Linked DNA regions of Mus musculus: all the other regions are linked to region 1. The links are chromatin contacts, called in public Hi-C and promoter capture Hi-C maps. All regions are on one chromosome and are shown on one strand. The core of a region is the stretch at or near the end of the contact, and the rest is flanking DNA. Distances in the headings are between cores, read along the strand shown. Region 1 holds the start of Ifi27 (interferon, alpha-inducible protein 27). Region 2 has its middle 24 kb from the start of Serpina12. Region 3 holds the start of Cox8c (cytochrome c oxidase subunit 8C).

Evidence for each region. Promoter capture Hi-C pulls out the DNA fragments that hold promoters and counts their contacts. Hi-C and Micro-C count contacts between places; a contact is called where the count stands out from the background.
Region 2: a contact with region 1 is called in a Hi-C map of cortical neurons. The contact joins the enhancer-like site here to the promoter of Ifi27 in region 1. A contact is called at or near these places in 5 of 39 promoter capture datasets (the 3T3-L1 cell line, cranial neural crest, hippocampal neurons and 2 more), 3 of 484 Hi-C or Micro-C datasets (cortical neurons and palatal mesenchyme) and 3 of 115 datasets of contacts at active chromatin or transcription factors (astrocytes, effector CD8 T cells and memory CD8 T cells).
Region 3: a contact with region 1 is called in a promoter capture Hi-C map of embryonic stem cells, with 2.4 times the contacts expected there. The contact joins the promoter of Cox8c here to the promoter of Ifi27 in region 1. A contact is called at or near these places in 8 of 39 promoter capture datasets (cranial neural crest, embryonic stem cells, hematopoietic stem and progenitor cells and 3 more), 1 of 484 Hi-C or Micro-C datasets (the G1E-ER4 cell line) and 1 of 115 datasets of contacts at active chromatin or transcription factors (bone marrow-derived macrophages).

Annotation. Positions count from the first base shown.
Region 1 is chr12:103,432,426-103,436,233 of GRCm38.p6, forward strand. Ifi27 (interferon, alpha-inducible protein 27) reads left to right here and starts at 1,764. Exons shown (of 6, transcript NM_194067.2): 1 at 1,764-1,925; 2 at 2,997-3,148. The coding sequence starts at 3,031. It also overlaps a transcript of Ifi27l2a not described here.
Region 2 is chr12:104,066,051-104,069,858 of GRCm38.p6, forward strand. No RefSeq gene overlaps it. Among named protein-coding and RNA genes, the nearest start is that of Serpina12, 24 kb to the left of the region's middle. Within about 2 kb of position 1,656, at least 158 of the 459 cell types and tissues checked have an H3K27ac peak or open chromatin away from gene starts, as enhancers often do. A contact at or near this core is called in astrocytes, cortical neurons, effector CD8 T cells and 2 more, where this site is marked.
Region 3 is chr12:102,897,173-102,900,980 of GRCm38.p6, forward strand. Cox8c (cytochrome c oxidase subunit 8C) reads left to right here and starts at 2,134. Exons shown (of 2, transcript NM_001039049.1): 1 at 2,134-2,319; 2 at 3,073-3,362. The coding sequence starts at 2,194. The coding sequence ends at 3,165.

The sequences.
Region 1 (3,808 bases), core at 514-3,013:
CATCCTTAGAGGCACGCTTAGTGTAAGGCTAGCCTTAGCTAAAATTCACTTATTCTATCAAATTTTACAACATTTATTGTTGACATAACCCTCCTAAGGGCTAAAGTTCTGTTTTAAGTTTAAAGAACTGTGCTTTAGAGATATATACTATATATTATATGTGATATCAAATAATCCTGTCATCTTATAAGCCCCACTTGCCCAAGGTCAGACAACTTCCTGGAAGGTCTGGGGTTGATATGTATGGAAGACAACAAGCCACTGGTGTTTTCACTTCAGTAAACAATACTGGTTGCCCTAACTGCACAGGCCGTGCTTGATTGAAGTTAGGCAGGAAGTACATAGACAGAAAAGAAGTCTGGATGTGTGCTTCCCATGAGTGGATGTACGCTTGCCCCTGATTGAATGTATGCTTGCCTCTGATTGGGTGGAAGTGAGACGGACAAAGCTCTTTGCCTTTATTGTACTTTTTGAATATTCTGTAGTTATAGCAATTATATGCCTTCCCAGTGAGAAAAACATCCACACACTTGAGGATTAGAAAAGAGAAGGTGGGATGGAGAGTTGGCTCAGTAGTCAAAAGCACTTCTTGTTGCACAGGATGCCCATGGCTCTCACCGCCTCTTCCAACACCAAGCACAGTGTGGTGCACAGATATATACACCCAGACACGATACTCATGCACATAAAAGAGTAAAAATAAATATACATTTTTTTTAAGGAAAAGGCTTCCTACTAGGCCTACAACTAGTAGTTGTGGTAACAGTGACAATAATAGGCTCTGGCTAATGTACAAAGATAACTGGACACAAGATTTTACTAACTTATTTACACCATAGGCTTAGCATTCGGCAGGAACTGTCACCCTTCGGTCTCTTTCAGTCCCAGCCCCAGGGTACACTTTGAATATTTAACCAGAGACAGGAGACTGAAAGTCAGGCAGCTTGGACAGATGGGAGATTTATACAGCAAAGGTATTGCCGGAATTATTTTTAATTTCACCAGTGTTGTTCCTTTTGAATGTTTGCAACCCAGGTCTATCTTGCCTGCATGCAGAATTCAGCCTTTCTTAATAAGAGGTTAGGGGGTTTGATGGCAGACTAGGACTTAAAGGTGGCTGTGACCTTGAGGTGCTCTCTTGAGTTGCCCTTTAGAGCCTGTTCTTTGATATGGGGAGGGAACAAAGGTCTGATTATGAGTCAAGGTTGTTGCCCGTTGTTACAGGAACGGAGCCAGATTTGGGTTCATTCTTGGTGAACAACAGCAAAAACCTTCTCAGCCACCCTAAACTTCAATCATGGTACAAAATTTTATTTTCTACAGTGTATAAGAAACCCAGTGATATTTCACTTTCATTCCTTTCATATTGGAGACATTCCAGTTTGTGTAATTTAATATTAAATTCGACTTCGTGCAACTTAATATTTTCTAAGTGACATTATTAATAAATGTTTACAACCTCAATTTTATTACTTCAAGTTTCTCCCACAGCACTGTCACTGGAAGGAAAAAAACCCACTGGCAAACGTGTTATATTTTACAATACTTTGTAAACCGATTAACACTCAGAACCCTCAGTAAAAGAATAGTGAATTTTTCTTCCCAGCCAAAACAGCAGTGGGAATGGAAATTTTTCTCATTGGCTGCCTTCCATCACTGAGTGTTTCTTCAATCTGAGTGGATTTGTCGGGCCTGGAGAGAGCTGGGGAAATAGAAACCTATCTTATTGGCTGTCTTCAGTCACGGGGTGTATCTTCAACTAGAGTGGATTTGTCGGGCCTGGAGAGAGCTGGGGAAATCGAAACTTATTTCAGCAGCTGTCTTCAGTCACTGGGTGTGTCTTCCTGCACAGTGGACTTGACGGGCCTGGAGGGAGGAGAGGAAATTGAAACCTATCTCATCCTCTAGTTTATTTACATCATTGGGTATGTCTTCTTTGACCACAGTAGAGTTTTCCACTCTGAAATGAACTGGGTTTTCCAGAAACGAATCCAAGATCCAGCTGTTGGTAGTAGTGGGGGTGGGGATGTCAGTTGGGGTCTTCAGGAAATCTTCAGTGGGTAGGTCCAGAACAGAGACCCTACTCAGATGCCCCTAGGCCTAGGAGGCAAAAGTCCTCAGAGGCTGAAGGGAAGCCAATGTACAGGCTCTCTCAGAAGCCGTCTAGTTCTTGAAAAGGCACCTATCTATAAAGGTAATGGGTTATTTTTCCTAAGCTGGCGCAATGAGATAATTCAAGTCAGATTAATTCTATATAGGCAGATTTATCAGGAAGCTGCTCTCAGGCAAGATCACTGGCCACAAGGACCAAGTTCAGGGACCTCATTATGGTGATAGGAGGATGAGACAGAGACATGTGCATGCACCAAGAGAGAACAGAAGTCCAGGAAGAGACAGTTAGACACCAGCATGTCTGGACCATTTAGGGAAGAGGCCTGGGCTTATGGCAGCCCAGCCTTTGGGCTGGACAGTTCAAGGGTTGGGCCAGGGTATGCCAGGGAGGGACTGAGGGATGCTGGGAGAACCTGGAGGCCAGGTCTGGAACCTGGAGGTCAGGTCTGCTTTGACATGTCAAATATGCACCTCAGTCTCTTGTCCTTGGGTCTGAAACCAAATAGTGGGTGTGTTCCAAGAAGGAAGGGACCCCAGGCCCTATTAGTCTCTGAAGGCTAGAGGTTGGTGAAGTGAGCTATAAGGGTTAAGAGTAATGTAGTCAGCCTGCCACTTGTAAGCAGCTGGACCAGGCTGGTTTGGTGCCTAAGGTCTTTGCTATGGAGCCTTCTGGCCTGGAGTGAATCACTTGCACTGTCTAAAATGGCTCCTTAATCCCTACAAGAAGCAGGATCTCAGACCCTAGGGCTGGGGCCAAGCCCAGTGTGGCCACCAATTCTGAGCAGCCTCTCTCTCCAGCCGGGAGCCATTCAGTGTTTGCAGGTTCGTTGGTGGAATCCAGCTCTTGGTCTCCAATCTCATCAAAACTCCAATTCACTCCATAGATTCGGTTCCTGTTTGGAAACTTAACTGGTCCTCATGGCGTTTTCGGGCACAGGGACACTGGTGGCTTCCATTGTCTCCAAGATGACATCTTCAGCAGCCATGGTCAAAGCTGGAGGGGCAGTCTCTGGCACCATTCTAGCTGGTTCGAAGGGTGAGTGCCCATGGAAGAATGGAGAGTGGGCTGGGGGGTGGGGCTGGGGACAGCTATGGAGCATGTAGCATCCTGACCTCAGAGCTGCCCACTGTCTCACATCCCACATAGTCTTGACTCTGAAAAATACCTGAGGGAGCCAAGACTAGTGTAATGAGGCTGGGTCTGAGTCCCTAGAAACTCAGACCTACCTGCTTCACAGGGTCGTCCTCTGGAACTTTGGTCCCTGGGGTCTGGAGCTGGGTCCTCCCATCTCTTCTCACTGACTCACCAACAAGGTTCATCTTTTGTGGAACTGTCAGTCCTGCTGGCTGTACAAGCCGTGGTATGGACTTAAATAAAGTTAGCTCCTTCCTCCAGCTTGTGAAGGCCTCTCTGATTTTATTTATTTAATTCCCTTGCACGAATCTTCTTTCTCAGCCCCCAATTTCCAGCCTGCTGTGGAGATTTTCTTTATCATTTGCCTGACTGAAGAGGGCAATGGATAACATTCTCAATGGATAGCATTAGGGCACCCCGTTACTTTTCTCACACTTAGAAATGAGGCTCTTAAAAACCCACCCTAAGCCGGGCAGTGGTGGTGCACACCTTTAATCCCAGCACTCGGGAGGCAGAGGCAGGCAGATTTCTGAGTTCGAGGCCAGCCTGGTCTACAAAGTG
Region 2 (3,808 bases), core at 406-2,905, 630 kb after region 1:
GGCCTAGCCAACAGGGATCTTCGGAAGCGGAAACCTAAAGACTTGAAAAGCATAGTAAAAGAAGAAGGAGGAGAGAAAGAAGGGAGCCCTCAAGCCCCCACGGAAACAACCAGACCTGCCGCTCTAGCATTCAGGACCTGGCAGGGGTGGGAGACCCCGCTTCTTTCTGCAGGGACCCATTCTGTACAGGATTGATCTGCCTGAGGCTTACCCAGGAGGCCAGCCAAGAGTTTCAGAATGAGAGCATTTGCCCACAGGGTTTGGCGAGTACTTTGTGCCCGCTCTCGCCTTCTGTGGCGATCTATACTTTTATGTTTACATAGCTTCATAGATTCGCCTTCTGTGGTGATTCAAAAAGGCAGTGTTTGTCATTGTCTCTGGCCGCTGAACACTCAGTTTCCAGTAGGTGGCGCTGTTTGTTGGGGGTTTGATGAAGCAGCCATGCTGGAAGTCTGTCTCTGAGGGAGGCTTCTCTCCAATCCCAGGTCACTTTCTTTGCGTCATGCTTGTGGTTGAAGGTATAATCTATCAGTTTCCTGTTCCTGCTGCCACACTTCCCTGCCATAATGAACCCTTATGCCCCTGGAACCTTAAGCCAACATAAATTCCTTCTTATGTAAAATGTCTTGGTTATGGAATTTTATTATGGCATCAGAAAAATACTGAATATCCCCTTGCTGATTTTGTCTTTACTATCTATTCACTTTATTCTCAGAGGGAGGGTAAAATCACACTCAAGCTAAGGATTGACCATCTCATCGGGGACTGTCTGCTACTCCAGCAACTGTGCCTCTCTTAGAAACCCCCCCCCCACACACACACACACACACAGAGAGAGAGAGAGAGAGAGAGAGAGAGAGAGAGAGAGAGAGAGAGAGAGAGAGAGCATTGTATGGGGACACTGGCACTCTCTCATCAAAGCTGAGCATCCCCAAACTAGGATAGGTTGCTGGCATGGCATATAGTCAAGCGAAGACTAACAGAGACTCATGTCAGAATATAGCAGTGTAGCTTCAAATGACACAAATGGAGTGGAATAGTACCGCCTCCACACAGTTCTTTATCATTACACTGTAACATGTTGCTTTGCACCACATGGTGGGACTCGTGGTTACGAGTATGTAGCAGAGGATGGCCTAGTTGATCATCAATGGGAGGAGAGTCCCGTGGTCCTGTGAAGGTTCTATGCCTCAGGATAGGGGAATGCCAGGGGAAAGAATTGGGAGTGGGTTGGTTGGGGACCAGGGGGAGGGGATAGGGGATTTTCGGAGGGGAAACTAGGAAAGGGGCTAACATTTGAAATGTAAATAAAGAAGGTAGCTAGTTAAAAAAAAAAAAGAAGGAGAAGAAGAAGTTTAAATCAGGAAGTGGCTCTCCCAGTCAGTCTTTCTGACACCCAGGTCACCGTTTTCTGACACTCGCAGTGTCTTGGCCTAGGTTCCACAATGAAACAATTCAGAGACGTGTGATTTATTAGAAAGGTCCCCACTCTCCAATCTGTCCCTTCCAGTATTCTGGTCATCTGCTCCAGAATCTGAAAAGCAGCTGCGTTTTCCACTCTCAGTTTTTATCTATGGCAAGCATTACTAGACAACCCCAGAGTAGCCAGAGCTAGACATTACTAGACAACCCCAGAGTAGCCAGAGCTCCAGGCAGTCATCCAAACAGCCAGTCAGAAGACTGTAGCTGGGGAGACAAACGTGCTACTGTCTGCCTCAGGGTTTGTTTCATCATCCAATCGGTAGACTATGGCATCTCTTTCTGCCCCAGGAAAGTGGGTTCTGAGATTCTGAGCTCAGGCTTTGTGGTGGAAAACAGCCCACACTCCTCTGGTGTCGCCACCTGCCAGCAGAGTGTCCCCCACACCCTTCTTGTCTCTAAGGAGGAAGCTCTGGGTCTAGCCTTTGAGAGCCATTATACAATTTTAAAAGGACTAACAGTGAATCCCTTATCCGTACTGTCATCTCTTCTTCCCTGTGGTATGAGTTTAAATAGAGTTTTTCTTTCTTTCTTCCTCCCTCCCTCTCTTCCTCCTTCCCTCCTTCCCTCCTTCCCCCCTCTTTCTTTCTTTCTTTCTTTCTTTCTTTCTTTCTTTCTTTCTTTCTTTCTTTCTTTCTTTCTTTCTTTCTTTCTTTCTTCCTTCCTTCCTTCCTTCCTTCCTTCCTTCCTTCCTTCCTTCCTTCCTTCCTTCCTTCCTTCCTTCCTTCCTTCCTTTCTTTCTTTCTTTCTTTCTTTCTTTCTTTCTTTCTTTCTTTCTTTCTTTCTTTCTTTCTTTCTTTCTTTTTCTTCCCAAGACAGATTTTCCCTGTATAACCCTGGCTGTTCTGAAACTTTCCCTGTAGACCAAGCTGCTGGCCTCAAACTGAAAGATCCCCTTCTGCAGTGCTGGGATCAAAGCTGTATACCACTCTGCCTGGCTTGATTAGAGTTTCTTGCTGAGCAAGGGCAAGAGGTCTTTGCTGGAACCAAGGGCAACTTACCAGTGACTACATCACTGAAGAAAATGGCACCCCTTCTCCTCATAACTGTTAATTTATGATTCCTCATGCCTTCTTCTCAATCCATGATGAGCTGTTGGGGCCCAATCTTATAGAGATCTGCAGACAGCCACACGAGTTATGGACGTGATGGCTATGCTATGTCAGGGAGACTTCTTTTTGCGGCCTGTCCCTCTGTCCCCCGGGTCTTACATACTGCCCACTGTCTCTTCCTCGGGGCTGCCTGACTCTGGGAGAGGGTGATGGATGTCTTATTACTGATGATGACCATAGGTTACAGTTCTCCATCAAGTGCTTCCTGCTGAAGTAAGGAGGTTCTCTGGTGAAGACTATGCTCTGCACTAATCTGTGCTCATAAACACGGTGTCTGGAGGGCAGTTTGATAACACGACCACTAAGTAAAACGATGGTAGCAGGTTCCCCTACAGAGCCCATGACTTCCCAGACGAAGGCTTTTGACCATGTTCATTAATGACATATTAAGTTCATTAATGACATATTAAGACATAATATTAATTTAATATTTAAGACATATTGGTTGTATTGGTATAATACAACCAATTCCAGGCTGCTGTCAGCTCCAGCCGGACACTTTGATGTATGTGAACCTGTACGCATATAAGTATCCCCAAGTCCATGGGGTTTGCATCCTGGCACCTCAGAGTCTCCTGTGGGATGAGGGGTGGAGGGGGTGGAGAAAGAAGTCACCTAGCCACTTTATATCTCTCCTTTATTTCATCTGTCCTGACCAGGTGCCTGTTTCCCAGGCTACACAGGCAGGAGGCTAAGCTTCACTCCCTAACAAGGCTTCCTACTTACAGTATGCTATGCAGACAAGCCAGAAAGTGCTTCTTCCCACCCACCCTGCAGCAGCTCCATGTGGTCACACCAGGAAAGAGCACACAATAAAACTGCTACTTGAGGCCTCAGTTTACCTGTCTATGAACACAGTTCTCTTAACTTTCTGGGCTTTGCCAACATCTGAACTGATATATATGTATATATATTTTTATTTCTGTAATATATATATATATTTTTTTTCCGTAAGAAAATGTATTCCAGAACATTCAACACCATCACTGGTATCTTTTTATGAGATGCCAGTAACTTCTCTCCCCAGTAGTAGAAGCCAGAAAAGTCCCCAAGGGACAAAAGTGAGTTCAGGGTAGGGGACAAAAGTCAGTTCAGTTGCCACATGGGGCTCTGAGGCCCTAGCCACTTCCTGGAATTTTGAGAATAAATCAGAAAGGACACTGGAGAGAGATAAGCTTCTGTGAGGACCTCAGAAGCACACTGCTGCCATCTGCTGG
Region 3 (3,808 bases), core at 884-3,383, 530 kb before region 1:
GAACGACTACAAAGGGTTAATAGTTCAAGAGTTTTCACTGACAGAAATGCAAGAATTCCCCCACACTTACATGTGTGTGTGTGTGTGTGTATGTGTGTGCACGAGTGCTCACATGAACATGCACATGGGAAGGGGTTGGAAGGTGTACCTAACCAAACCAACCTGGAGAAGCTGTTGTGGCTGAAGGGTCAACGTGAGCTATAGAGTTGGGTTCAGCTACAGAGATGAAAGGGCAGAATCAGATCCAGATAAACGAATGGCTGAAGGGAACCTTGGAGGAATGATAGAGGGCAATTTAAGTAGGCCTTATCAACAGTGGAAACCAAGTCCAGTTGATGTCTCTTCTTGTCCCTTCCTTGCCACATACTGGTGGTCACATGACAGGTTGGGAGAGCTATCACTCTCTCAGTACAAGTTGTTGACCTCTTTATGAGGTCTAGATGAGGGACTAACAGCCCGTCATTGCCCTGCTGAGTCCAGTACGTCATTTGGCCTGGTTTTCCTGATATTTATTTATTTATTTATTTATTTATTTATTTATTTATTTATTATTTACTTATTATTTATTTATTTATTTAATGTATGTGAGTACACTGTTACTGTCTTCAGACATACCAGAAGAGGGCATCAGATCTGTGTACAGGTGGTTGTGAGCCACCATGTGGTTGTTGGGATTTGAACTCTGGACCTCTGGAAGAGCAGTGAGTGCTCTTAACTGCTGAGCCATCTCTCTAGCCCCTGATATGATTTTAGTATATCCATGTGCCTTACAGTTTCAACCCACTCCTAAAAAAAATGTATAGAGCAGCACAATACACTTTCTACTCCCCAAACAAGGCACTTATTATCTCAAAGGTTATTTATACAATAGGCTTGCAAAAGAAATATTTATGATATTAAATTTCAAAACTTATAATAATCTATTCTATTTTTCTATTGATGAATACAAATTTAGTTGTTGGTGATTTCTCATCTTCTCTTCTGGGCCCAGATTCTCTGTACCGTGAATCTTTTTAACATCATCATCATCCTATAAAATTTCTTTCTTTCTTTCTTTCTCTCTCTCTCTCTCTCTCTCTCTCTCTCTCTCTCCCTCCCTTCCTTCCTTCCTTCCTTCTTTCTTTCTTTCTTTCTTTCTTTCTTTCTTTCTTTCTTTCTTTCTTTTTAATGTTTTTTTTTTGAGACAGGGTTTCTCTGTGTCCTGGAACTTGCTCTGTAGATCAGGCTAGCCTCTAACTCATTGATCTACCTGCCTCTGCCTTGGGATTGAAGGCGTGCACTATCACTCCTCAGGTTAAAAACCTGATCTTAGTCTTGTCTCTCTTTTCTCTTTTAGTTCCTTTGTTGCCTTCCCTCCCTCATCCCTTCTCACCCCCTCCTTTCTTTCTCACACAGCTCAGGCTGGCCTCCTGCTCTAACCTTAGCCTAGCATGCAGGGCCTTGACCTCCCAACCCCCTGCTTCCAAACTAATGCTGGAATTACAGATGTGGTCCACCATGCATGGCTTTTCTCTGTTCGTTTGTTTTCATTGTTAAGAATTAGTTTACAGGTAGGGAAGAAGAGTTATCAGCAAGTAAAGCAAGGCTAAAATAGACGCACATTTACTTTGCTCTGGTTTGTGAAAGGATGAGCTATAATGGTTTTAGTTCATTTACTGATGTAGTATGCATGGAGCCCGGAGTTAAAGCGTCAGGATCACAAAAACTAATAGAAAAGGAAGTTAAAAAAAAAATACCAGGAACACGATCTATGGAAATTTTAATTTATATTCTAGAGCAGTGTAAAAATGGTATGATATCTGCTATTGACTAAAAGCAACGGAATACTGAGCAATAGCTATAGATGTTGGCAGCCAATGGTCCCTCACCTTGTGTTAGGAGAAGAAAATCAGAAAATCCTGAGTGTGGCTTTGGGACTGAATAGGTTTGGCAAAGAGTTTGGGAGAGGGCAGGAAGCTGGACTTGTGAGGACATAGGTGGGAAGAAGGTAGAGAGTGGCAGGGCCAAAACACATACAGCGGAGAAGCAGGGTCGGGTAAGAGCTCAAATTCCATGCAAAGGGCTTGAGTGGATGGTGCGCATGCTCAAACCAGCTGCCCGCCCTTTCCTCGCGCACACTTTACCAACGGCCTTTGACTCCGACACTGGTGGTCTCCGGTTTGCTCTGTCTCAGTGGCCCTTTTCTGACCTGCGATGTCTCGCCTGCTGCTACTCTGCTCTTCGCTCCTCCGCCACCGTGCAGTCCTGTTCTCGAAGCCTGGCCACCCAGGCCGCCTCAGCCACTCAGAAAGCCCACAAAAAAAAATCCTGTCGCCCACGGTGAGGTAGAACCCACTTAACGGTCCAAATGGGTGTGGAGGGGGGAGTGTGTGGTGTGTGTGTGTGGTTGTGTGTGTGGTTGTGTGTGTTGGCAGCTTCAGTTGTGGGGTCACTTTGGATGGCGGTTCAGGGCGAGGATGAGAGTCCCAAGTAGGACCTGGCTCTCCATTATGGAGGCACAGGGTCCTCGGTTCACTCCAGGGTAATCTACCTGCCTGGTGGCCAAGACATAGCATTTTCTCTAAAAACTGGTGGAGAGACGCTAGACATAGTTGAGCTTCCAGAATCCAGAGGTCAGAAACCGGCAACTATTGAAAAAAAATGAGTTTTTGAAAATTCAGTTGAATACAAATGGAACACGTTGCAGGACCCAAGACTTTTTTTTTTTTTTTTGGTCATATGACAAATTTCACAGCATACTTTTGTGGATGTGTGCACTAAAGTGCAGGTATCTGAAGAGGCCAGAGGTGTTGGATCTGGAGCTAGAGTTGACTATGTCCTGCCTGATGTGGATTCTGGCAACCAAATTTAGGTTCTCTGCAAGAGTGGTATAAAGTTTTAGCAGATGAGCCATTTCTCCGACCTCTGAGAAAGATCTTTAGCTGGGTGTATAAGGAAGGGGAAACACCCAGAGTTTTGTGCATAAAAGCCCACAAAGTCGGTGTTCTGCTGCCAACCTCCACGCCTCTGCCCATAAGCCGTTTTACTAGGCAGTGGGCCATACTCATTAATATTCCTTTTCTTCTTTTCCAGGAATCAGCTGTTGGGATTGTCGTGTTTTTTACGACCTTTTACATCCCAGCTGCATATGTGCTAAGCAGTCTGAAGTATTTCAAAGGAGAGTAGATACAGGATGTCCAGGAGCAGCACGGCATGGCTCCTTTAAATGGGAAAAAGTGCCTGTTTGAACCTCCTCTGACGAGTTAGTCCTATAACTGTCTGTGATGTTCTACACTTCGGTTTGTTTTTGGACTGTGCATCATATGGACGACGAACATAATCTGCTTAAGTGTTAAATAAAATGGAAACACTTGTTTGTGCTTAGTATTGCTTTCTTTTTTACTTATTTTGTTTTGGCTTGAAATGCTAGGTAGCCAACCCAAGTGCTCGTGCGTGGGAGACACTCTACCACTGAGCCACAACCCCGGCAATTGTCTTCTGAATATTATTAAAGCTGACAAAAATTTATTAAAATTACAGTGAGAAAATTTATAAAAATTACAGTGAGAAAAAAATCAATGAGGATTGTTATGAAAGGTTGCATCAAAAGTTTTGTGGATGTTGAGTACGTGAATCTAATAACCTCAACTGTGAAAGATTAAACAGGCTTTGAGGCCATGGCGGTTTGAATGAAATGAGCCCCCACAGCCTCAGAGGGAACGGTACTATTAGGAGGTGTGACCTTGTTGGAGGAAGTGTGTCACTGGGGGGTGGGCCTTGAGGTTTCCAGTGCTCTGTCACTCTTTCTTTGCTGTCTGCCTAATAGAGG